Regions from separate parts of the Gasterosteus aculeatus genome. Here region 1 is linked to region 2. The links are chromatin contacts, called in public Hi-C maps. All regions are on one chromosome and are shown on one strand. Each heading gives the region's core, a stretch centred on a gene start, on an enhancer-like site or on the middle of the called end of the contact. The rest is flanking DNA. Distances are from core to core; before and after follow the strand shown. Region 1 holds the start of nherf4b (NHERF family PDZ scaffold protein 4b). Region 2 has its middle 7.0 kb from the start of rps6kb1a.

Region 1 (2,700 bases), core at 145-2,644, 98 kb after region 2:
TGTTTACAGTTCTCTCTGCCCTCTATAAAAACCCTTTCCATAAACCAGCATTAAATGCTGACATTTCCCAAGGGACTTACCCATAACCAGTGAAAGCATGTTGACTAGAAGAAGGTCAACAAAGAGGACAAAACATGTGTAGTCAGACCGTTATATTACATTTACACAGAAACATTAAGGATGAAAGATGGAACAAAAAAAACACATGAAATCATACGACATTTGCACATTTGTTCAAATATTTAACACTGTTTTGATGAAAAACAGTAAAAATGACCTTTTATCTTGCGAGGACAGAGCCTGGAAACCACGGAGTAAAAAGTAGAAAATAAATACCTACAATTGTATATCATAACTGTTGACGGTGTCATGGTGACGTGTTGCATCAAATTGTTGTCCCATTTATATTTAAATTGAGACTCAACCACCTACCAGTTGACGTCAATTAAGTCACTAGGGCTTGAGGGCTGAGTGGTTTAGGGCAGTGGTCCCCAAACTTTTTTACCTCACGGACCGTTTCCATGTCAGACAATTTTCGCGGACCGGTCGAGAAGGTCCGACGGAAATTCGCTGGTGGGCGAAACTGCCGTGCACGTGCACGGTAAGAGGACAATTGTAAAAGTGAAGAAAGACGCCTGGTGACGCGTGGGGAATATGTCAGAGGGACGAGCGCATATAATTAGTGGAAAAGCCGGTCAATTTTCAAAATTAAACATTTTTCAGAAAAAAAAAAATCTTTCTGTGGTGCAGCGTGGTACCAAATGGCCCACGGACCGGTAGCGGTCCGCGGCCCGGTGGTTGGGGACCACTGGTTTAGGGGACACCAGGGTTGGACCTTCCTACAACCTACAATGGCCTTCAGGTTTAAAAAAGGCTATTTAGCACTCTTTTTCAATTCTGAAAGCTGGAGCTCAAATAGACTGAAAGCTGAAATCAATATCAAAAATCTTTAAGACCCGAGGACCTGTATGTGTGTGAGAGAGAGACAGAGAGAGGGAGACAGAGAGAGAGAGAGAGAGAGAGTCACACACACACACACACACACACACACACACACACACAATACATACACTTTAAACACATCTAAAGATTTAAATCTGGGAATCGTTTAAACAGAGAGAGGTTCCACAAAAAACTCAAAAGTGATTGAGTCACTTCTAATCAACTGATGAGAATCACCTTTGTCTGAAAGTGCAGAGTCACTGTTGGTCACAGAGAAGTTGCCCAGTAGGACACACAGTAGACCGACACAAAAACTGTAAGTTGTATTAATTTATCAAAACTTCATTTTGGGAATCCCAAGACTGTCCCAAAGTAGACATATAATTAGTGTGAATAAATGAAAAATGACATTGCAGTTTTAAAAGTGTCCACATTTCTTTGTTTTTATCAAGGCCTGACGAGGTGAAATGACATTAAAGTCAATGAGAAAGCGAAGAGGGTCGTTTGGTGCTTTCAACTAAATAATATCTACATGCTTGTTGATGAAAGGTGAGATCAACACGTCCAGTTCAGCGCAAAAACTATTAAATGCTTACTGTCTTTTAATCTTAATCTTAAAAAGTTCTCACAATAATCTTAAAAGATCTCAGTCTGAGTGTTGAATGACTTCCTGGAAACCTGTGAAGTGAAATAGATATAAAGTATAATGTTACAATTTCTCTTCATTTCTTAGTCATGCTCATCTGTATCACTCCTGTTATTGTTCTTGGCTTGTTGGTGTATTTGTGCAACATGTCACGGAGCTTTGGTCTTGACACCGACACACAGTCCTGATGTAAATCTCATGGGAACGGGGGAAGGATGTATTTCGCACAGTTCTACATTTTTACAGAGCAACAAGAAGAGAAGAGTTATTTCATTTGTTTTGTACCGCTAGTCCACAGTGCAATGCAAATCACACCGTACGTATAAATGTGTATCCGCTCAATATTTCCCAAAAGATTAAACATTAAGCCTGCTGTCCTTCAAGGGGAGGAGTTTCTCTGTGATCAAAACAAATGCTTGGTCATACAGCACGCTTCTGTTCCATCCCTCTCTGTGTGGGAGACAGCTGAACAGATGGGAAAGACACACAAGAGATCAAGTGCAGGTAATATATGTAAAACTTTACTAATATTTTTTTTCCTGCTTTCAAATATGAGCCGTCTCACCCATCTTCTCCCTTCTGTACCTACATTTCCTCCTGCTTTTATGATTTTACCTAGTTTTTCTCATGCTTGTGCTACCATGGTTTTGTACAGTGTTACATTTAGTAAAACAGAGATTGCCGTGAAACCTGACGAAATATAGATTCTATCCAAAACTCGTTGAGGAATTTCCATCTATCCACTTCTAATTGTGATCATCAATAACAACTCAAAACTCTTATCTCATCGAGCTTCAGCAGCTTGTCTTTGTGTTTCATATAGAGGGCAACTAATGCGGTAGGATATTAGAAAAGTAGGTTTATGGTAGGGAAAAGCAAACAGTGACTCATTTTCTGCATTAGCTGCCTGTGGCTTAAGCCATTTAGCTACTTTGAGGTTGTGTGAGAGAATGAATTCTTCTGGGAGCAAGGAGTTACTAATTGTGTTACTTTATGATGAAAGTTTGTTTTTAGGTTACACCGTGTCCGCGCCACAAGGACTCTGTGTTACTGACACGATGAACCAAATAGATAAGCAGGGTGAGGACGGTGTCTGTTCACTGCGTAAGCTA
Region 2 (2,700 bases), core at 160-2,659:
GTATCCTTCTTGACCATCTTTCTTGGCTGACATGTGAGATTCTTTGGAGGTCCGAAGGTCAACACCGGTCCAGTGTGATCAAGACGTATCACAAATAAACAGAACACCAATCCACTTCTCAATCGACTTTATTGATAGTGAACGCACATGAGAAACCACTACATACATATCTTAACAACCAGGGTAAACATTTATAACAGAAATCTAGACAAACACGCACACACACACACACAGGCATGCAAAAAGGGGGCTCCCTTATTGAACAGGACATCCCGAAACTGTCAAGAAAAATACTCTCCAAGCCAGTGAGCCATTCCAGTGTTATCCAATGATTTTGCTTTTATGACCAGCAAAAGGTTTTACCCTTTGGCTCTGCTTTTAGAAAAAAAATAATCTAAAAAAGAAACTGAAGCTTTGCGGCAAAAGTATCCGCTGGTTAAGCAATAATTTTCAGCTTTGTATAATTACCAACTTGTGGCCCCTAGAGACACGTCCCCGTCAAGAGAGTTGTTTCAATAAAAGGCAGCCTGCTACAAGAAGAAGCGCATATTGAGCAACAGAAGAGAGAGAAGAGGGAAGCGTGAAAGGGAAGGGGAGAGACGGGTGAGAGCTGTGAGTACTATACGTAAGACTGGTGTGTCATAATATGTTGTGTTGCAATAAGGTGTGTACTTTCTGAATTCTCTGGAAATTCAAGAGGACAGAGCCAGCTCACACACACACACGTACGCACATGCAGAAGTACTCTATTGACATCTCTACATCTGCAAACATGCGAGAACACAGTTCCCCACAAAGAAACCACATAAAAAACCCTCATGAACGTCAGCATGGGGGAAATAAACAATAGGGCCATATTTTCTGACGTTTGATAAGCGGTTGGGATAAAAGGAAGTGACATCGCAGCACACGCCTCTAAAATGGGAACTGATGCTAACGGAGACAATGACAACAACAGAAAGAGGACAAAACAGGATGCTGGTCAGATGAAAGCCCGAAATGTCAGACAGCCTACAGACTGTTGTCGCCTTGCAATCTTAACAGCCAACACCAGTCTGATAAGCTATCGGACAGGCCGAGAGAGTGACAGACACGCCTGAGACGGACGCGTGTGCAGCGCCGACAACAATGAGAACAAAAAAATAAATCAATAAACAAAAAGATTCCTGATCCGACTTACCATGACAGGAGGGAGAGGAGACGTGAATGTTGTGCTGAGAGCTGGTGCAGAGCACCGGGTTCAGCCGGCTCAACAGTGCCTCTCTGTTTTGAATCTAACGCGAGTGATTCGTCTCCTGGCTCCGGCACCGAGGCAGTGCAACGAGTTCATTTGAAGGTTCAGCTGAGGTAACGGCACAGACGCTTTTCACTGTGCGCTAGAGGGTCCGCTCTCTCCCTCCCTCCCTCCCTCCCTTCCTCTCTCCCTCTCTCCCTCTCGCACCCACTGTGCTCAGTCCAGCGTAGCACAGCAGCGGTAGAGAGAGGGAGAAGAAAACTGCACGTTTCTCTGGTAACTATGAATAAAAGAAGGTCCCGCTTATAGAGAGCCAGCGGACGTTATCCGACGAGGAAAAAAATAAGCGTTAATCACATAAAGACAAAGGAGCTTGCCGGACTCATCTGAGGTTAAAGGTTTTTTTTTTAAAATAAAGCTAAATGTACAAGTAAAGACAAAGACAAATATTTACCACGACACAGCCTGTCTCTAAGTTCAATGAGCCGCTACCGTCTGCTATACTATATATAAGACTTCCAGGCACTCCTGGTCTATTAGTGGAGCCAGTCTGCTTAAATCCATAAAAGATAAAAGGGAGAGCAACAAATGTGGCAGTGACACAAACCCAGCCTCCTATCTGCCTCCCGCTCCCCGTCTCAAACACCAGCGCACGCGTGCACATTCATTATATGGCTGCATCTGGTAAAGTAGCCCCGGGCTAACTCATGTGCTCTCTTCCTGGAAGCAGAACAATAAGGGTAGACAAAGGGAGCAGCAGAGTGATTCATGGCCGATTCATCATATCTCATCCACAAGTACCATGACGAGCATACACAAAAGAAGTGGACGTCTAAAGCACCACAAACACTTTTAAAGAGTATTAACATCTCCACTGACTTACAACTCTCCCACATGGGGAAATGAGACGGCTCCGAAGTGGACACTCATTTACAGTTTTTTTTTATCTTACCACAGTAAATGTCATAAATACACAATACAGTCTTAATAATAAACAAGCTAATATCGATATTCCATAATTCAGTTATTGAACAAATAACTCACTTCAAAAGTAACTATCCTAGCTTATTTAAATAAAGTGAATATGTGACCGCCTCACTGAGGAGCGTTATGGCTCAGGAGCTAATGAAAGCACCAACATGAACAGACAGCACGCACACGCACCCCAACCAACACCTACCTTGTCATAGGTACCAAATGCAAAGCCTTTAAAAGCAAGTCAATGAAAGGAAGTCCAAGTTCAACATAAGAGGAGAACCAGTCGGAGGCGGATATTTTGCTCCATAAAAATGGCTCACAGTGGCTCAGCAGCTGGGAGCCGGAGTTGCGATGAGTAAGGGGCTGCTGGGAGCTTCCTAAGTGGACGGCGGGCTGAGACTGCTACCTGGCCGTCACTCCGTTTTGCCCCCCCGAGTACTTGGCCTGCTGCTTGCGCTTGCCATAGCTCTGGGCCGTGGAGTTGACAA

Evidence for each region. A called contact is a pair of places that touch in the nucleus more often than the background predicts.
Region 1: a contact with region 2 is called in a Hi-C map of skeletal muscle, with 1.9 times the contacts expected there. The contact joins the promoter of nherf4b here to the enhancer-like site in region 2. A contact is called at or near these places in 2 of 6 Hi-C or Micro-C datasets (skeletal muscle and tail fin).

What each region holds. Positions count from the first base shown.
Region 1 is chr7:17,697,144-17,699,843 of fGasAcu3.hap1.1, forward strand. It overlaps nherf4b (NHERF family PDZ scaffold protein 4b), which reads left to right and starts at 1,395. Exons shown (of 9, transcript XM_078106128.1): 1 at 1,395-1,491; 2 at 1,973-2,092. The coding sequence starts at 1,485.
Region 2 is chr7:17,598,817-17,601,516 of fGasAcu3.hap1.1, forward strand. It overlaps the pseudogene LOC120822784. Among protein-coding and RNA genes, the nearest start is that of rps6kb1a, 7.0 kb to the left of the region's middle. Within about 2 kb of position 1,410, at least 8 of the 9 cell types and tissues checked have open chromatin away from gene starts, as enhancers often do.